Linked DNA regions of Mus musculus: region 2 is linked to region 1. A link is a contact called in public HiChIP or PLAC-seq data. All regions are on one chromosome and are shown on one strand. Each heading gives the region's core, a stretch centred on a gene start, on an enhancer-like site or on the middle of the called end of the contact. The rest is flanking DNA. Distances are from core to core; before and after follow the strand shown.

Region 1 (6,902 bases), core at 3,117-5,616:
GGCATTGATGGTTGTATTAGTTGCTTACCTGGTTGCTGCTGTCAGACACCTAACGAAAGCACCCTAAGGAAGAAAGGCTTTTCTAGAAGTTTGGCCCAGGTCTTCCTTCCAGTCTCATGCTCCCAGAAATAAGACCCAGACTCTAAATATATTTATGAATAACTTTGCCATATTGCTAGGCTTTTTTCTTATTAGATCATCACTAAAATAACCTATTTATTTTAACCTATATTCTGCCCCATGGCTGGCTACACATGCTCAGGTATCAGGCATCTGCTAGTCACATCTTCCTGGTGGATCTCCCTCCTGGGACACTCCCATGATTCTTTCTGCCTCCCGGATGTTCCACCTCGTATTTCCTGCCTAAGCTATAGGTCACAGGCTTTTTAGTTGACAGGTGACCTGCTCATACAATACACAAGCTCTCCTCTCTCCAGGGATGAACACTGATTCTGCTCCCGCGCTGTGGATATTTCAGAACAGTGCGTAACACCCATTTCTGCTCGCGCTATTCGCTCCACTTGGAATTTTTGGAGCCCAGAGTCCACAGAATGGAGCCAACAGTGACCTGTTAAGACTCAGCCCAGACACTTAGCATTTTCTGCTGTGTAGACCTCAGTTAAAACCCCCATCATCCTCTCCTCATCACCTCCCCTTCCCTCCCCTTCACTATGTTTGCCTCCACCCCTGTCTTATCGGTTAAGCATTCCCATCCTTTGGGTGGTTGTCACCACCTATTGGAGGAGTGGACAGCCTTTTATAAGTCCAGCTTGTAGCTCAGCGTCTGGAAAGTCACAGGTGTTCAGTGTTTGCAGTTGTCGTGATGGGGGTGGGGCAGCTGGTTATTCATCCTCTTCTGAACCTTTTCTGGACGTCAGTGTGGTTGGCTCAAAGGATGGTGATTATATACTCTACACGGAAGTCTTCCCAGATTTTATTGTGATGAGAAACTGTTTAGTGCTTCATCTGTCAGCACATGCCAAGGTAATTGCAATAATGTCCTGACACTGATGTGGGGCAGTTACATGTACGAAACATGCTCACATTTCTGACTCATGGAGAAAGCTGTTTTGTTGATAGAGTGGTATGGATCCAGTTTATATTGGAAAAGGCTGAAACTTAAGAGGGTCTTACCAGTTTGGCCATGCTTTCTCCCCTTGGAGAGGAGCAGAGGATATAAGGGCTTTCTCCTGGATACATCCTGAAGACCAGTGCTAATTTCTGAGTTCAGTCATATATACAGGTTTGGTTGTAGAAAGCACAATCAAGGGGAGAGAAAATGAACAGTAAACAAAGGAATGTGTGTAGAGGTGCACATGTATGTGTGTGAGAGTGCATACTTTTATAGACTTCAGTCCCTCTTTCTGCAACCTAGAGGGGTTAAAAGAGAGATGGTTTATGGCCAAGGTGTTTCCTCCAAGTATGAGATGTTTTCATAAGTACTCCGTGTCTCCGGAGGAAGCAGTAAGGACTAGAAGCAGAAGTTAAAGAGTATTCTGCGTAGTGGGAGAGTGATCTTTTCAGAGGCTGGGGTACTCTCAAAGGAGTGGATTCGGCTTTCTTTGATTCTTGAGATTCTGGCAGAACACCGAGATCACTTTGTTTTCTAGAATTCTGGGCGTGTGTCGGTCAGCTTTCTATTGCTGAAGCAAAGTACCTGAGATGACCAATTTCTAAGAAAAATTAGTTGGGCTCACAATTTCAATTGTGTTCGTTTGTGTTACATACACTCACTCAGCCCCAGTACTTTGAGCTCGCAGCAAGGTAGAGCCATGTGGTGGGGAACAAAAGTCCAACAAAGCTGTCCAACATGGCAGCCAGGAAGCAAAAAGAGCCGACAGGCGATCCCAGAGTCCCCTTCAAGAGCGTCCCCCTGGAGACCTGACTTCCTTCTGCGAGGTTCGACCTTCTCAGGGCTTCACTACTTCCCCAGAGTTCCTCAGGCTGACAACTGAGCATTTAATACGTAGTGTTTGTGGGGAGCATTAAAGAGACAAAACATAATAAGTTATTCAGTATAAATGAATATTGAGCATGCTTTTATGCCCAGGAATGGCATGAACCAATGAACCGCATTCCCTATTATAAAATGCTTGGGGCCATTATCAATAATATGAGGCAGTTTTGAATAATGCCTTATGGTTTACAAATATAATCACTGGTGAGATTTCAGCGGATGTTCTGAACAACCGCAGAAGGCCATTGATTTTTCTCTTGCCATCACAGGCCATGAGGAAGTAAGACTCTAGAAAGTAACAGAATGGCAGGATCAGCTCTGGAATCCAGACTTTCTGCTTCTTAGGCCAAGGCTTTCTCCACTTGTGAGTCATGGCCACCTCCCAATAAGTGGATTGGATTGTCAGGAGGCTGAGAGTTGTCAAGGAATGCTCTAACCTTATGGTCCTTATGGTTCCTATCTCCAGGGAAAGCTATGTGGAAGGATCTGCCTTGGCTCCATTTCAAAGGCAGTCAGTCCCTCTTGGGGAGAGAGATTGGCACAGGTGCACACAGGGGGCAGATCAGCCTCCCCAGCACACATGCGGACATAGAAACCTATGGCCATGGTGGTATCAGTCACAAGGCTTGTGCCTTAGGCTGGGCCCTTTAAATTATATTACCTTATAAAATCCTGCCACGCCTAAACCAACCAAACAATTCAAAATGGGGAAGATAGAAGGCAAACGCCCCAATCACCAACATGTTCCCCGGCCTAAATGTTGGTTAAAGTGAACTCTCAGAAAGTCAAAGTCCAGAATTTGCCCACTAGCCATGGTGCTTCAGAGACAGCTCTCAGAAACTGATGCCAGCCTTAGCCAGCACCCCATAGAGTTGAACCTCAGGGTGTCTCACTGGAACTTCTAACTACACTGACCTGACAGGTTCATTTCATTCAGCTCTCAGTGATGTACCTTATACATACATGTTTGGAGCCCACGTACCATGGCAGTGCCAGGCATTCTGGATTAGTAGTCCCATCCTATTCAAGAAAAAAAAAAAAGAATGAAATTTGAAAAAGTGAATAATTTAAGATAAAATGATTCATATTCTCTCTCTCTCTCTCTCTCTCTCTCTCTCTCTCTCTCTCTCTCTCTCCAGAGAGGCTGGAGTTCTCTAGGGGGTATGAAGTACTATCAATTGTTTCATAAAGTGGGAGATCGGAATAGTTGAATTATGATTTGTTTGATTATTGGCTTTGGAGGAGAACGAGGAGATGGCTTTCATTTCACACTTCTGGGACCATGATGGGCTTGTCTCCACAGCCTGCACCCAGGACTCCTGCGTGAAGGTGGCTGGCCTGCTCACTGCCTCTCCTCTCTGGCTCCAGTGCTGGTATGATGCCAAGCTCCCCGCCAGTTTGACTTTCCTTGCCCCTGTCTTTCCTCAGAGATGATCTTGTCTAGGAATCAGGATGAGTTTAAAGATTTGCTTTCAACCATCTCTCAGCCCCCCCCCCCCCCCCGCCTTTGCCTCTAATGGCTTCATGAAATTCTTCTTAGTCTTAAACCTTAAGATCTTAATGTTAAACCTATGGGAATCCTAAGGTTTTATAAACAGACAATTTGAGCCAACAAGTGTTACATATGGAGGAAATACAGGAGGCCTTGCTTGTGTGAGAGGGACTTGTGTAAGAAGTTAAAGAGGCAGGGGTTGCATATCTAACTCCTTGTAGGAGACACTACTGGTCTGTGTTATGCTGGGTGCTCTGAGTGTAGGGACAGACTTTAGGGTCTAGGGAGTGTGAAAGGCTTACTGATAGAGGCCTGTGTGGTACCACAGTTGGAGGATACAGAGGATCCAAGGCAAGGAAGGTGTCTGAGCACGGACACTGGCTGGAGGAAGGGATGCACTGTAAGTCCTGGGCTTGTGGGTCTATGACTTAGCCTGCACCTAAACCCCTGAAATGACTTTGCTTGCTAAGAGCAAGGGAGAATGTGGAAAATGACATCAACCAGGGAGTTCTGAGTGCTTAGATTGTTCCTGTAGCCTGGAGCAGAACATGGGCACTGGGAACGTCTGCCTGCTGTTTGCACCCGTGACTTATGGCTGTTATGTACAAAGCACAGCTCAGCCATGAACACAAGGAATCACCATCCTGTATCTTGGCAAGACTTCAGGCATGCAGTACATAGTTTGCTCTGTAAAAAAGATGAAGCACTGTGATGTTGGATTTTAGCTCAAACGACTGCAACCTTTTAAAGTTGGGCACATTGGTTGTGTGTTGTCTTAGTTCTGTGGAAAGTCTCCTTCCCTCGTATTGTTAGATGTGCTGAGTGCCAGACAAATGGTTCTCTGTAGGCGAGAGTGTGCACAGCTCTTGGAGGCATTTATAAACTTGGCGCGAGTACTTCAGCTCCTGCATTAGCTTGTCAGCCTGGGCATCCGGCCAGGACCGTGCCTGGCTCTGAGTCACGCTGGAGCTCTGTGCGATGATGGGGTTGGAGAAGGCGCAGGATGCCTGCTCTTCTCTTCTGTGCTTCTTGGGAGATGGGCTTCTCTGGCCTTGGCAAGGTTGAGGCCCTGCATGAAGCCCCGGGGCTCTGTCCTTGGGCATCAGCCCTATCTGTGGGAAGTTCTTAGGGGATGCATAGAGTTTTGCTCCAACATTGGCAGCTGCGGGCCTTACCTCAACCGTGTCTTAGGCCATGCTAAGGTGGCAGGGTTGGAGCTCTGAAGAGGGAGACAAGGACAGAAGGCACTTATAGAGATGGCACATGTGGGATGAAGGCACTGGACTGAGCCGATGGAATTCTCTGGGCTCCTCCTTGTGACCTGGATGAAAAACAAAACCCAGCAGTCACCACAAGGCTTGCTTTGGAGGTGGGCCTGAGGCTAACTTCCGAAACTACCTTTAAACTCTGGACTTTTTTAAAGGGGGATTTATTTACTTGCTTATTTATAATGTGTATATACCTGCAGAGTTTGTGTGCACCACACTCATGCAGACCACAGAAGCCAGAAAAGTATATTGCATCCCCTGTTATATGTGGTTATAAGCCATATAGGTGCTGGGAACTGAACCTGAGCTTCTACAAGAGCAGCCAATGCTTAATGGCTAAGCCATCTCTCAATTTCTCCCTACCAGTTCTTAACTTTTGGTGACGAACTTTTTTTTTTTTTTTTTAATATTCTAATCTGAGCACCTAGAGAAATTCTTCTGCTGGTATAAAAGCACGGGATGAACTAGTTTGAACCAGTGTGTCTGTGTATAACCAAGCTTATTTTCATCCTTAGGGTTTTCAAACATAGCAATGTGCAAGGGTGCATGTGTGTGATAGGGACGGGTACACTTTTGGATGCATTGGAAGTGAAGGAACACTTGTTCCTCTTTGGGGAAGGTCATAGCAGAGGAGGAGGAGGAAATTGAAAACACAATGGGCAGAACTCCGAACAACAGTAAGATCAAAATGAAGCCCTTCACCTCAAGGACCGCCTTAGTCTTGCACTCCATGCTGACCTAATGACTGCTCGGTTCCTACATAGTGCAGAGGTGAATACTCTGCCATTGGAGACTCATCCTCAGTCCTGTGTTCAATTCTTAAAGCGGAGCGCAAAGGGAGTCTTGGAGTGGGGGTAGTCGGGGCTTCAGCGGTCTGGCTAAGGGTTGCTCAGTCAGTAGGGGGTAGAGAGCCCTGGGATGCCGCATAGCCCTCCAGGAATCCAAGGCAGTCCCTGTCCTGGCATTCAGGCCATTGTAAATAATCCTTATAAGCCCATTATCTTAGCAGAGCGCTGGGAAAGAGACACAGAAGGGCAAGATAAAACAGAGCTGTGGTATTTAGTGCAGCGTGTTTGGCGAACAGCTTCGGGAGCTGCAGATGTCAGGACACACAGCGCAGGGTGAAGGGCCAGCATCTAGGTTGTTAATCCACCCCAGAATTCTAGCCAGACTCTAAGGCATGCCATGCCATTGTGTGGCTTGTGGGTTTCTGTACCTTTGTTTTCTTCCCTGGAGTGATCGTGAAGGTCAAAAGGGAGGAGATGAGTGAAAGCCCCTCCCTGTTACAGCTGGTGGATCTCTGAAACAGCAGGGATCCTGCAGTGTTCTGTTCAGCTCCCAGCATGCTTCTGGGATATGTGTGTTATCACCTGAGCTCCAAAATGGTAGCTTGGAGCTATTATCTGCTGAGTGTCCAGGACACTTGAAGGGCAGGAGCTTCTGAGGATCTTAAGACCCAGAATATCTTAGCGTTTAACTGAAGCCTCATTTAAAGGACTCTGCCCCATAGGGAGGACATTGCTGTAACATGGGAGACCAGTTCCTTAGACCTGGGGCAAATCTCCGCCTCTCTCTCTCTCTCTCTCTCTCTCTCTCTCTCTCTCTCTCTCTCTCTCTCTCTCTCTGTGTGTGTATGTGTGTGTGTGTGTGTGTGTGTGTGTGTGTGTGTGTATGTGTGTGTGTGTGTAACCAATTACTGAATGAGGGTCTCAGAGCATCATCAAAGTTCCTACCTTTTTTTTGGGGGGGGGCGAGCTTCTCAACTTCCTTCCCTTTTTTTTGGTAAATTAAGGATAAACAGGAAAAGCTTTATGTACCCCAAACCTAAATCTCAGTTACAGCTTGTAATTCTCTCCTCTTTCAGCTTCTGGCTGAATGGGATATGGGGAATGCCAGAGCCTGGGAAAGGAGAGGAAGCCGCCATAGTGGGAGCCATGGGGAGTGTAGGAGCCAGCAGACTTTCCTGGGAGGGCTACCTTGACTTACAATTGACCTGACTCAGAAAGACTTCTCATTTCAGCCCCACTGAATTCCGGTGAAAACCCCGCATTCATTTTTGCCCTCATTTTACAGCATCCAGCGAGCAGCCTTGGTGGTTCTGGAAAATTACTACAAGGACTTCACCATCTATAACCCGAACCTCCTAACAGCATCCAAATTCCGAGCAGCCAAGCACATGGCTGGC
Region 2 (6,902 bases), core at 3,064-5,563, 510 kb before region 1:
AAACTTCCCCTTCATCGTCAAGTCTAATAGAAGTTGACCGCATGCTTACATTACGTACAGATTTAACACTTGCAGGCCCCCAGTAGAAGTAGCCTAGGTTACATACGATAGAATAACATTGGAGACACATTTCATTTCTATTTTGAAGACAAATACAAAAGTAACTGAATCAAAGAAAGAAAACAACAAAAAAAAGGAGATCAACCATTCTAGGCTACAGAGGTAGGCCATGTACTGCCATGGGAGGACCTGAGTACTGCTAGGCAATGATAGACTTGTAGTCAAACACAATCTCACACGCTCATTACAGGAGCTTGGGCAGTGCACTTGCCAGCTCTGAGTCTTCTCTTCTGTAGTGTGAGACTTAAGAAGTAGATCACTGCCAGGTTCCTTTTGAGGGACAATTTGACTCATCTGTTCACTGGCCTTTGGTCACTTTCCAGTTCTGCCCAAAGGCTCAGGGTTGATGTGATAATGGTTTCATTCTGAGAATAAGCAACTCAACCAACCTACGTGGGTCCTGGAAACAGTAAGACATGAGCTTGCAGACTGATGAGAGAGCCACACTTTCCTGCAGGACTGGAATCTGCCCTTCCTGGGGATGATGCTCTTGTTATGACTAGCCATCAAGGTGGGGATGTCTGCAGGACCTCTGACACGGAGAGAAGCATGGCTAGCCACATTCTCATGCTCCTGTAAGAGATCATACCCCTCCCCCCCCCCCCATTCTCTTAGCCTCAGAGTCTTACTGCAGTCCTTTTTAATTCCGTTTTGAGCAGTTCTTCGGAAGGTTGAGAACAGCATTCCACCAGCCGTCAGAGAGCACCCGGAATCTGGATAGTTGAAATTACAAAACTGGGACCTAGAGCAGCTGATCTTACACTGAGCAAAGTCTTCTGGCAGTCTGCTTCCACAGGGTGCTGAACTCAAGTGTCATGGCAGAAATTACAAGATCAAAACATCGCCAACATTAAATATTACTTAGAGTTTTTAAAATTTGTTAATGTTGAGTTCATGACCCAATTTCTCTGGTTTATTAAATGCCAAAATATTAGTTTTGAGGAGTAGCAGTGGGTCTGGGAATCATCTCAGGACGAATACATCATATGCTTTTAAATTTTTTCTAAACCTGGGAAGACTTATTGTCATCCAGGATAATAAATTTCATCAGACTAACAATTCTAAAGAAAGATTAATTTTGGACCTGGGAGAAGATTAATAGAAGGAAGTCATTTGCTTCATGAATGTTTTGCTCCTCCAGCCAAGCTGGTTTGCTCTCTGCATCTTCTCTCTGTGTGTAGCTTTCTCCTTCACCTCGGTCAGGATTCAAGCTGTACCTTCTCTCCACAGAAATGTGTCATCGGTACCTTCCAAAACCCACTCCTTCTGGCAGTTTCCATGGATAAGAAACCCAACTGGAAACTCATACACACGTGTGATAGTGAGCACATGTGTGATTGTGAGCAAGCACATGTGTGATGGTGAGCAAGCACATGTGTGATGGTGAGCAAGCACATGTGTGATGGTGAGCAAGCACATGTGTGATGGTGGGTAAGCACATGTGTGATGGTGAGCAAGCACATGTGTGATGGTGGGAACATGTGTGATGGTGAGTAGAATTCTCAACCCCTATGGCACATTGCACACTCAGTCTTCAAAGGATGTGCTAGACAGTTAAGGGACCATCTAGCTCTCTGTGTTCTAGATAGCTCAAGGTGTGAACATTTGCATACACATCTCTTCTCTGTAAGAACTAGGTTACAGATTTAGGGTCTTTTTGGCTCTGTGGGAGTTGCAACATAACATAGAAGTCACATTTCTATCCCTGTCTAGAAGTCTGGTACTCTGATACAGATGATAACATTATATCTATCCTGGAGGGAGATATTCATTTTGCTTCTTACCATTCCTTAAGCCTCCATCAATCCTATGGTCATGACGCCATGGTCTGAAACCTGTTATTTGGCTGACCACATGGAAGAGTCTTACTTTTATAGGGCAAAGTTGCCCATGGAGGCAGTTTCCTGTGGTTAGTCTAATACAAAAGCCTTTTCTGAGGCTACTTCTTCAGTCTTGCAGTTTTGTCTTTTGTTTGTTTGTTTTGTTTACTTTTCTCTCTCTCCCCACCACATCCCTTTGAGCACTTTTACTCTCCTGAGCAGTCCTGCTCTTCCTGTGTGCTGCATGAGATCAGGGCCCCAGAAGAAAGTAGATGGCAGACTTGAGCCAAGGTATTAAGGAGGGTTTCATGAGGGTACCATTTATAAAGATGAGTTCAAACTGAAGGGAAACTGACACGAGGCCTTGAAGTCTTTGTGGAGACAGCAATAGAAAATGGTCCCTGTGTACCCCAAGTCCTGAAGGAGACAGCAATAGAAAGTGGTCCCTGTGTACCCCAAGTCCTGAAGGAGACAGCAATAGAAAGTGGTCCCTGTGTACCCCAAGTCCTGAAGGAGACAGCAATAGAAAGTGGTCCCTGTGTACCCCAAGTCCTGAAGGAGACAGCAATAGAAAGTGGTCCCTGTGTACCCCAAGTCCTGAAGGAGACAGCAATAGAAAGTGGTCCCTGTGTACCCCAAGTCCTGAAGGAGACAGCAATAGAAAGTGGTCCCTGTGTACCCCAAGTCCTGAAGGAGACAGAGAAAGGAGGGATCACTACCAAGCTGAGGACCACAGTAGAACGGAGGAGAGTCCCACACACTGGAGATGTAGTAAAATGTAGCCTTTTCCAGTTCCAAGGTCAGCAGGGAGGAATCTTTTCCTTCTTCCTGTGCTTGTCTCTCTGCTGGTATTTCCCACAGGCCAGCCCCAGCCAGAGCCAACAGGCCTGGCCAGAGCAGGAGGGAGGAGACCCTGCTACAGAGATCAGAGTGGCTACAGTGTCAGGAACTGGCTGGAGGAGTTGGTGACCTTCCTATTAGTTTTTGTTTATTGTAAATTTCCACTTGGCCAGACTGGACATTTTATCTTTTGTGAGTGAGGCAAAAGCCTGGAGAACATTTAGAGAATTATTTACACCTATTATATTTTAAACTGGACAGTACCTCAGCAGCTCAGCAGTGATGCAATCGATACTCAATGTTCTTACCACAAGCTTAACCAAATGTTAATATTCTACCAGATTTAGTTCAAATATTTATTTAAGGAAATAAAGTGTTGCAAATTCAGCTATAACCATCTCCCCTAACCCTAACCTCCCACCTTGTAGCCATTTACCCCCTGAAGTGTCACCTTCTGTAACACTGTGATATATTCACAAACAACACACAGTAGGTATGTTTATTTTTAAGTGGTTAAAACCGAAATCCCATTTTTTTCAACTTAGCTTTCTTTAAACTTAACTATATATTTTTTTGAGATTTATTCGTGTTAATAAGTCACTTGTAGTTCATTCATTGTATTCTTTTTTTGTATGTAGAATATGTGTCATGCACATGTTATGTACATGACAGGGTGTTTGTACATACGTGTGGAGGTAAGGAGTTGACATTGGGTATTGACCTCCATCATTCTCCACCGTAGCTTCAAACCAGGTTTCTCACTGAACCTGGAGCTCGCTGATGCGGCTGGCTAATGAGCCTCAGCGATGTTTGTGTCTTTATTTTTTCCAGGGCTAGGTTATAGGTATAAGCCACCACTCCTGGCTTTTCTCACGGGTGCTGGAGATCTGAATTCAAGGGCCCACACTGATTTGAAGGCCTCATGGTCAGACAGCAAGCGCTTCTCCCCAGCCCCACCAACAGCTCCTCATAAGACCACACTACGCTTTAGTGCACGCCTGTGTTGGTGGATGTTTTGGTTGTTCCAGGTCTCTTCATTTTTCTCTCTTGACCCCCCCTTCCTTTCCTCTTCCATTCTAAATTCCATCATTATTGTTACAGATTCTATGTTAGGCATCCTCAGATCGGATTACATCGCTTCTGAGATTCACACCTGGAAGAGGAACGCCCATCTTCAACTCTACTAAGAATGCTACTTCATCCCCTAGACGGGTTGTACCAATTTACAAAGTCTGCATAAGCCAGGGATATCGAAAGCCTTTTTGTGTCTGCTCCAAAGGGAGTCGAACCTCAAAGGCACTGATTCAGGGGTCCAGGGAGGCTGTAGTGAAAGATCCCTGTTTACTGTTACTGAGACTTCAACGACAGAGAGCACCGATTTTTTGTTCAGGCAGAAATGTTCCAATTCACCTTTCCCCTGGTGGTATATCACTGTATTCATGCTGAATCCACCCAGGGCTGCTATGCAAAGAGGAGAGGAGACTTGCCTGTCCCAGCTCCCTGCAGGGCTGAGGCTGACAAGCCAGCTGGTGCTGTGTGCCAAGCAGCTTGGCAGTGAGCAATTCAGCTGGTTCCTGGGACAGGAGGCAGCAGTGACTGATCACAGAACTGAACATCTTCAGAGCTCTTTTACTCTATAAATATAGTCTTTGCAGAAAGCAGTGAAGATGGCGAAGCTTCCGGCCAACAGCAAACACAGCAAGAGAGGCTAGGGTGTGGCGTGTGAGCTTCGGAGTCAGGAGTTGATCAGGGGGGCTGGTCACCTGTGACGTCATTCTCCAGATTGCAACTCTGTGTGAACAAACACTTCAGTTTGTGTTACAGTTTGGGGGAGTGTTTGTTTTTTAAGAGACAGAGCACAAAATTATGAATTCTAAACTAGGGTCTTGGTAAACTGTCTCTGCTTTGGTGACTCTGAGGGAGGGACAAGAGGCTCAGGGTGTCTGGGAGGGCACTGTCAGTGTCTCCTCAATGGCTGGGCACTATGAATTCAGTGTTGTAGAAGAGTGAGAGTGGAGATAGAAGCTGGGTACTAGAGATGCCCAAAACCAATGAGAGGATGTGTGTTGGAGGGTGTTTGTGTACGTGCACAAAGGAGGGAAACAGGGTAGTGAGAAGCTTGGCAGCCAGTGGTGTAAAGATGAGAAGAACTAGGAACGGTGTTGGGGAGGTGGTTTTGGAGATGGTCCCATAGACTCCACTAGATGCTCAGCCCCTAGTTAGAACTAATTACTAGCTGCTGCTGGTCAGTGATGGATGGGGCAGAGGTGTACTGCGGGTTAGGAAGGACGGGTACGTGCATAACCCCGTGCTCTCTCCCCTGCTTTACACAGGGATGAGTTTAACTGACGAGTGACTGAAACAAACCATGTACCTCTTAAACATCAGTGTGTCTGCATAGAAGACGTCAGGCACTTAGAGAATAAAGTGTTAAAGGATCAAGGTCCTCCCTCACCCTCGGGAACTGGGGGTAGGGGGTTGTCAACAAACTGTCCCTATGAGTTGCAGTAAATAAGGGGGGGAGGAAAAGGGCCTTCTGGAAACCTACTTCAAAGGACAGAGCCATCTTCCAGATGGGCAGTTCCATGGGTCGAACTTGCCTTCCAATCAGAGAGGGGCCCTTGCTTTCAGAATCAAAGTCGGGGACATAGTCTAACACGGTAACAGAATACTTGAAACGCCAGCTTTCCAGGAGCACCGGATTCTGAGTCGGGAGGTCGCTGTGGGGAGGTTGAGTCTCTTCAGAAAACATTGAAGAGGAACAGAAGAAGCGGCTTTCTGGAGAAGCTCGGCTGAGCACATTGATAGACACATTTCTAGTTTCCTCTTGGAACCATTTGGGGTGGCCTGCTTATTCTCATTTTATAGAGGTTACATCCAACAGCTGGGCAGTTTTAACCATTTCTCAGTTACCCAGTTAGTCTATGGTGGGGCCTCTGTTCTTCAGTGGCCTAGATTCTTCTCCAGCTCTGAGGAAATGAGGGCAGTGGTGAGAGTCCTTTCGCAGGCTGTCGATGTGCTGAAGGGCTTTGCTTCTGGTCCATTCCATTGTCTATCACCTCCATCCAGGGAGGATATGCAAGGCAGCATCTGCCACGACAACCTGGAATGTTTCTTGTCCTTGTTGGAGCACTGTGGGTGAGAGGGTGCTGAGTGTGGCCACGCCCTTGTGAGAATTCACACCTGCGAGACCTGTCATGCATACATTTATGTTCAGTTCTTACTGTTGTTATACACACACAGAGAAAGGCTTATCATAAACAAATACCGTCAATTAGTTATATCCAAGAAGTACCTGTGTAACGTCCGTTCACTTGGATGAGGAAAGAGACCAGTTTCCAGAATCTTTTCTCATGACCACTCCTCCATCTCCAAAAGGTAAGCTTCCTTAAAGTCAAGCTTTAAAAAAAATTTTTTTTATTAAAGACAACAACAAACTTCTAATGCTGCAATTGATTTTCCTATCCTCATTTTGACCTTGAACTCAGCCATATGGTATTTCCCTTTACTATCAGTTTCCTTTTTCATGTTGTCAAGTATAGTTTACATATTTCCATGTTGGCATAATGTTCCATTGCACTTGGAGCCCACAACTTAGTGTAGATTTTCCAGTTCATGGGCATTTGGGTTCTCTGCAGTTTTGGCTGTAGAAAAAAGCCACTGTGAACGCTCTGTAGGTCTTTTGGTGATCATATGCATGGGCTTCTGCCGCATAAATCCCAGGGTTATAGGATAAAACTCAATGCCAAACTATTTTCCAAAGAAGCTTCATCGGTTTGTATCAGCAGCACGTGAGAGTGCCTGTCATAGCAAATGCCATTATTTTTTGGGAAAGGTGGTATTAGCCATCTTATGAGGGGTTTGCTATTTTCATTTCCTTACACTAATGAGATCGAACAATTTTTCCTACCTATTAGCCATTTAGGTAATTATCCGTGCCCTGCCCAGAACTTGCTTTTTGAACAGAAATACTTCACATCAGACAATTTATTAATTGTCTCATCAGTGAAGTTATATTGTGGGCTTTGTGTCTGACTTTTTCAATTCAGCATGTATTTTGAAACTGACTTACAATGTGTGTACACCAGAAGTTTACAAAAAATTTTTTTTTATTGCTGAATC

Evidence for each region. HiChIP or PLAC-seq counts read pairs in DNA pulled down with a chosen protein or histone mark.
Region 2: a FOXA1 HiChIP or PLAC-seq map of pancreatic cancer cells shows a contact between it and region 1. The contact joins two enhancer-like sites. A contact is called at or near these places in 1 of 15 datasets of contacts at CTCF or cohesin (the NIH/3T3 cell line) and 2 of 115 datasets of contacts at active chromatin or transcription factors (extraembryonic endoderm stem cells and pancreatic cancer cells).

What each region holds. Positions count from the first base shown.
Region 1 is chr3:102,166,860-102,173,761 of GRCm38.p6, reverse strand. Vangl1 (VANGL planar cell polarity 1) reads left to right here. Exons shown (of 8, transcript NM_177545.5): 5 at 6,791-6,902. Among named protein-coding and RNA genes, the nearest start is that of Gm16160, 34 kb to the left of the region's middle. Within about 2 kb of position 4,366, at least 168 of the 459 cell types and tissues checked have an H3K27ac peak or open chromatin away from gene starts, as enhancers often do. A contact at or near this core is called in pancreatic cancer cells, where this site is marked.
Region 2 is chr3:102,674,757-102,681,658 of GRCm38.p6, reverse strand. No RefSeq gene overlaps it. Among named protein-coding and RNA genes, the nearest start is that of Gm40112, 16 kb to the left of the region's middle. Within about 2 kb of position 4,313, at least 72 of the 459 cell types and tissues checked have an H3K27ac peak or open chromatin away from gene starts, as enhancers often do. A contact at or near this core is called in pancreatic cancer cells, where this site is marked.